2 separate regions of the Mus musculus genome follow, and region 1 is linked to region 2. Evidence: chromatin contacts called from public promoter capture Hi-C data. All regions are on one chromosome and are shown on one strand. The core of a region is the stretch at or near the end of the contact, and the rest is flanking DNA. Distances in the headings are between cores, read along the strand shown.

Region 1 (2,903 bases), core at 130-2,629, 350 kb after region 2:
CAATAGGGAGTTGTTCTAGTCTGTGAATAGTACGTGCCAGTGGCACCAGCACAGTGGGAGTTGGACATTGCTGACACTCCTGTCCCCTGGCTAGCCTCGGGTCAGCTCTATCTCCCAACTGCATTTGGCTTTAAAATTTAAAATCAAGCAAAATATATGGTAAAAAAAAAAATGTATGCTAAGCCTCATCCTTGCTACAGAAGCCTGTTTCCAACACTTCTGCACCAGAGCCCCTGTTTTCTACCACCACCCTGAGCACCCCACTAGAATAAGCGTCAAACACAAAAGCGCTTTGTCTTCTTGCCTGACCACCCCCCACTCCCAACAGTGCTTTGGTGTATTAATTTGTATACTCTGGAGAACATCGTAGGCGTCAGCAAAGCCAAGGAACAAACCAAGGGTTGAGGAGTGGTCCGGGTTGGGTTACCTTCTGAAGAAGGAGTGGTGCCTTATGAAACCTTAAGTTTGCCACTACTTGTTTGGCCGTCAGTTCTTAATGAAAAAAATTTTTTTAAAGAAGACTAATATTCGCCTCTAAAAATGGGTTCACAAACCCACTTCACTGAGCTGTTTTAAGGACTGAGATAATAGCTTCGAAGTGCCCTGTGGTATTTATGGAAAGTAACTGCAAAGTAAACTTTACAGTGCTTTTCGCCCAACCGACCAGGGAGATACTGTCTCCCAGGAATTCCACTGGAAAGAAATGAGCAAAACTTTCAAGTTTAGCAGTGTGTCGGGATCAAATGATCCAGATGCTATTTGGGAGTCAGGGTCTCCTCCACCACGCTGCAACAAAGATGCTCATCCCTGTGCAGTCCCCATCTCCGCACAAGGCTGGCTGGCCTTGCCCAGTTCAGCTTCTTTGTTGACCCTAGCAGCTCCTGGGAGGACAGGCCTCTGGAGCTTCCCAAGCCGCTTGTCCTCCACGACTTCTGGGTACCACACTGCTTGCTGATGGGGTGTTTCCTCCAGCAAGTTTTAGAGCCCGTGAGGCATCTGCCACGGTCCTTCTAGAGGGCCGTGTCCCTGTACGGGACCAGCCGCATCCACGCGGGTCTGCCCGAGACCGGACCCGACCCGACCGCTCACGGAGCCTCGCCCGCCACGCTCCCGCAGAGGCCACCCCTCAGCTTCTCGGCCGGACCTGGAGTCGTGGGAGCCGAAACCGCTATTCCACCGCGGCCCGGGCCGCTCTGTCCCCATCGGCACAGACCACACACTTCCTAGCGGCACTGAAGCGTCAACTCACCCCTGAAGAGCAGCAGCAGGAAGAAGTCAGGCAGCCGCGCGTACAGTCGAAGTCGCAGCCGCCGGCTCAGCGCCATGTCGAGGGGAATGTGAGGGGCTCAGGCTCGGAGCGGAGAACCGGCCTCGTGCGCATGCGCCCAGCCTGCTTGGACCCTGCGACCCGCCTCCAGTTTCCATAGCGACCACGCGGCCTCGGCCGAGCCGGCACCATAGTGACCGAGAAAGCTCAAGTCTGGTTGCTATGGATGCAAAGATGCTCAGTGCTTCCAGGTGCTACCTCTGTCGATGAACTTAGCGGGAAGAGAATTAAAAAGCGTGTCTGGGAGGGAGGCGGGGTAGATTTATGAAACTGTAGATTATCGCTACAGATCTAAGAAGGATTACTCCATTAAGATTTAGGGAATGATGGGGCTGGAGAGATGGCTCAGCAGTGAAGAGCACCTGTTGCTCTTACAAGGACCCAGATTCCATTCCCAGCACCCATATTGTGGTTCACAACCACCTGTAACTCCAGTTCCAGGCGATCTGACGCCCTCTTCTGACCTCTGACGGCACTAAACATGCTTGTGGTGTGTGGCACTAAACATGCAAGCACAACACTCATACACATGAAATAAAATAAATCATTTTTAAGGAAATGTGTGTTATTTTACAAATAAAATCATGACAATTTTTGAAACAGTATTTTCACACCTATAGAGGTCCTGATTCCAAAAGTAATGAAAGGAGAAAATGCTGAAATCTGCATAAATATTAGCAAGATACGCCAAGTACATAAATGCAATAAGTTGATGTAGAAGGATAATTCATTTCTATGGTAGAGCTAAAGGATACTGGTATCCCCAACAGTTTATCCTACACAATACAGGGGTAATTCTTGCCATTGAATTTTTTACTTTTTTTTTTTTTTTGACAGTTTTACTTATATAGACCTGGCCACCCTGGAACTTGAAGGCTAAATAGACCAGGCTAGCCTCAAACTCACATAAGCCCAATTTTGTCTGCTTCCAAGAGTTAGTATTAAAGGCAAGCACTACCATGTCTGGATTCTTTAAATTTTTTATAAATTTAACAATATGTATGTGTGTATATCTGCATGTGAGATGTGTGAAAATAAGTGTGGGTTCCCTGAGAGGCCAGAGGCGCAGAGTTAACAAATAGTATGCCTGGTGTGGGTGCTGAGAACTGAACTTGGGTCCTCTGGAATAGCAGCAAGTGTTCTTAACTGCTGAGCCATCTCCCCAGCCTTCTTTTTCATTTTAAAAAGGGTTCGTTATTTTATCATCATCACCATCACCATCATCACCTTTGTATGAGTACAGGAGTACATGACAGGAGGTATATGCCACAATGAGCATATGGAGGTCAGAGTTGATGATGTGGAGGTCAGAGTTCATGAAATTGACTTTCATCCACCTTTACAGGGATTCCAGGGATCAAATTCAGGTTTCCAGGCTTTAGGATCGAGGAGTGGTACCCACTAAGCCATTTTACTAGCCTTGCTCTGAATTCTGAATAGTAGGAAATAGGAAGGGTAGGGTAGGAAAACACAACAAGATCTTTTTTTTTTTTTTTTTTTTTTTTTTTTGGTTTTTCAAGACAGGGTTTCTCTGTGTAGCCCTGGCTGTCCTGGAACTCACTTTGTAGACTAGACT
Region 2 (2,789 bases), core at 63-2,562:
CAACCGTGCCCCTGGGGAAAGCTGAGAATTTGACAGAAGCCATGACTAAAATTCAAAGAAAGGGCAGTTCGAATGAATAAGAAAGTGTTTGGAACAACTAAGGAAACAAAAGGCCTTAGGAGTTTCCTGGACCCTAGAATGAGAAAAGATCTAGTTTCATCTCAAACAATATGACATCCTCTCAGAAACAAAGAGATGTAAGTCTTGAAAGGGTGTCCACGTGAAGTTTCCAAATGTGTTCTCACGGCAGCAAAAAGGACTCAGATCTTAAATAAAAATAAAAAAAAATTAAAAGCCCTAGTCTCTGATTCAGGTAAATGAAGAAAGGAACCAAAGACAAAACTAAGGGTGGTAAGCTACCACCAGTTCTCAAGGCTGACCTCAAGTCTACTGACAAATTACTCCATGTTGCTGCCAAGCTTCCCAGCAACACTGGAGAGTTTGAATATGTAAAGCGCCAGGCATTGACCTGGAAGATCGTCAGGCCGGTGACTCCTATAAATAGATATGCTTTGGAAACCTTCTGGAGTAGATCACCAGAAAACTTGTTCATGAGCAGTGGGTAAACCTTTCTTTCAATGAACACCACCGACTGGGACAAATAGCGTTCATAAAAGGGGGCCGTACAAAAGTGAAGGAGGAAAGTGGACAGACATAAACAGCAGTGCGGTGTAAATCAGGGCTGAGAGTCTGAGAGAAGCCCATGGACATCACCTTCACGGTAAACATCACAACACTAACCTTGCAGAATAGAGACTTCCAGCTTGGGAAGAAATGTAGGGGTTTGGAAGAAAAGCAGTGGGTGCTACATGGAGTGATGGGGGTGTCTGAAGAGAAACGAGAAGGCCAGTTCTGTCGATCTTCCCACAGGACTGGACGTGACTATGAACAGCAGAGTCCAGCACCAAGTATGGAACGCTGCGAAACTCAACACACTGACCCCTAGGGACTGACAGGGCTGTGCCTGCCTGCTTTACCCAGAGGCAGGGTAAGAATGATTGGAGGCTCGAAGGGACTCCAGGCTGTTGGAGCGCTCTAAGAGATTAGAGTCGCGGTTTCCCAGATTTGTGGCAGACCAGAACCTGAGGTGTTGGGCTGGGACCAAAGGAGTCCCATAGGTGCTGGGCGGAGCGTTCTCTCACCTGCGGAGCACCAGGAAGCTCAAGACCAGCAGCAGCAGGAGTCCGAGTGTGCGGCCTGGCCTCCGCCGCAGACTCCACTTGGGCATCTTGCAAACGCTGCTGGTAGACACCCGGGTTCCCACTCCAGCAACACTCAGAGGCGCGCCAAAGCCTTGGCCCGGAGGGGCGGGGCCGCTCACTGGTTACCTGGGCAACCATGTTACGGCCAGCCCAGCCCACTGGCGCCCATTGGCTGAGGTTTATGGTCCCGCCTCCATTCCCGGGCCTTGCACAGACAAGGGATCGGCTGGAGACCAGGACAGGGAGGGGCGGAGCTGGCCTGTCAGGGGGCGGGGCTGTCGAGGGGCGGGGCGATCTCAGCCCAGGCCCAAACTTGTCTGAGTGTTCCGCAGCTGAAGTTGCCTGCTTACTGAGTTTAAATAGGAATCAAGTACCTAACAGCTAACAACTTCCCATGTCAGCCTGGTTCTCACTCTGAATCGCAGAGGCACTTAAGTTGAGGGTCTTTTCCTACATATGAGTGCAGACAGGTATAGAACTATTGGGCCTGTTTGTTTGAGAGGTATAGAACTATTGCTGCATCTTTGAATATTCAAACTGGGAGAAAGTCACTCCCCACAGCATTTCATTATAAGCAAGAATTAAGTGTGCCTGACAGGTGAATGAAAAAAAAAAAAAATGTCTGTACTGGCTGGTTTTGGGTGTCAAATTGACACAGGCTGGAGTTATCACAGAGAAAGGAGCTTCAGTTGGGAAGATGCCTCCATGAGATCCAGCTGTAAGTCATTTTCTCATTAGTGATCAAGGCCCCTTGTGGGTGGGACCATCTCTAGGCTGGTAGTCTTGGTTCTATAAGAAAGCAGGCTGAGCAAGCCAGGGGAAGCAAGCCAGTAAAGAACATCCCTCCATGGCCTCTGCATCAGCTCCTGCTTTCTGACCTGCTTGAGTTCCAGTCCTGACTTCTTTCAGTGATGCACAGCAGTGTGGAAATGTAAGCTGAATAAACCCTTTCCTCCCCAACTTGTTTCCTGGTCATGATGTTTGTGCAGGAATAGAAACCCTGACTAAGACAATGTCTTTTAAAACAACTCAAAGTTTGAAAAGAAAAATGGTTTTGAAGTAATAACTCATGTTAAAAGCCAGGACATTGAATAATTTACTTAAGATTATTTGAGAGCTGAGTGTCACTGAAGTTTCAGTAGCACTAAATAAAGACCAAAATATTCTGCCTTTAGTTCCCCTGATCTAGTTCAGGCCTGGACACCTAGCACACTGAACTCTTATTTTTAAAAGAGTCATAATTAACATTTTACATTTGTGGTGAGGTGGCTCAGCCATTAACAGCAGAGGACCTAAACTCATTTCTTAGTGTCCACATTGGTGGCTCACACAGCCTTTAATTCCAGTTCCAGGAACTCCACACATATGTGCATGCACATGCGCATACACATTCACACACACACACACACACATATATACACACACTATAGCAGTGTCTCAGAGCATTGGTTTGTAGAGCATCTTTCCAGCTGCAGGTCTGAATTTTTATACAAATACATAAAGCTGACAAACAATAAGAGAAATTTCAGTTCCAAGGACAAAGACAAAAAAGTTGGCCAGAAGGGTCTTTTTTTTTTTTCTAGCATA

Evidence for each region. Capture Hi-C pulls out chosen DNA fragments and counts their contacts.
Region 1: a promoter capture Hi-C map of adipose tissue shows a contact between it and region 2. The contact joins the promoter of Jam3 here to the promoter of Glb1l2 in region 2. A contact is called at or near these places in 1 of 39 promoter capture datasets (pre-B cells), 1 of 484 Hi-C or Micro-C datasets (muscle stem cells) and 2 of 9 other capture datasets (adipose tissue and liver).

Annotation. Positions count from the first base shown.
Region 1 is chr9:27,154,042-27,156,944 of GRCm38.p6, forward strand. Jam3 (junction adhesion molecule 3) reads right to left here and starts at 1,380. Exons shown (of 9, transcript NM_023277.4): 1 at 1,250-1,380. The coding sequence starts at 1,325.
Region 2 is chr9:26,805,156-26,807,944 of GRCm38.p6, forward strand. It overlaps Glb1l2 (galactosidase, beta 1-like 2), which reads right to left and starts at 1,313. Exons shown (of 19, transcript NM_001310768.1): 1 at 1,143-1,313. The coding sequence starts at 1,228.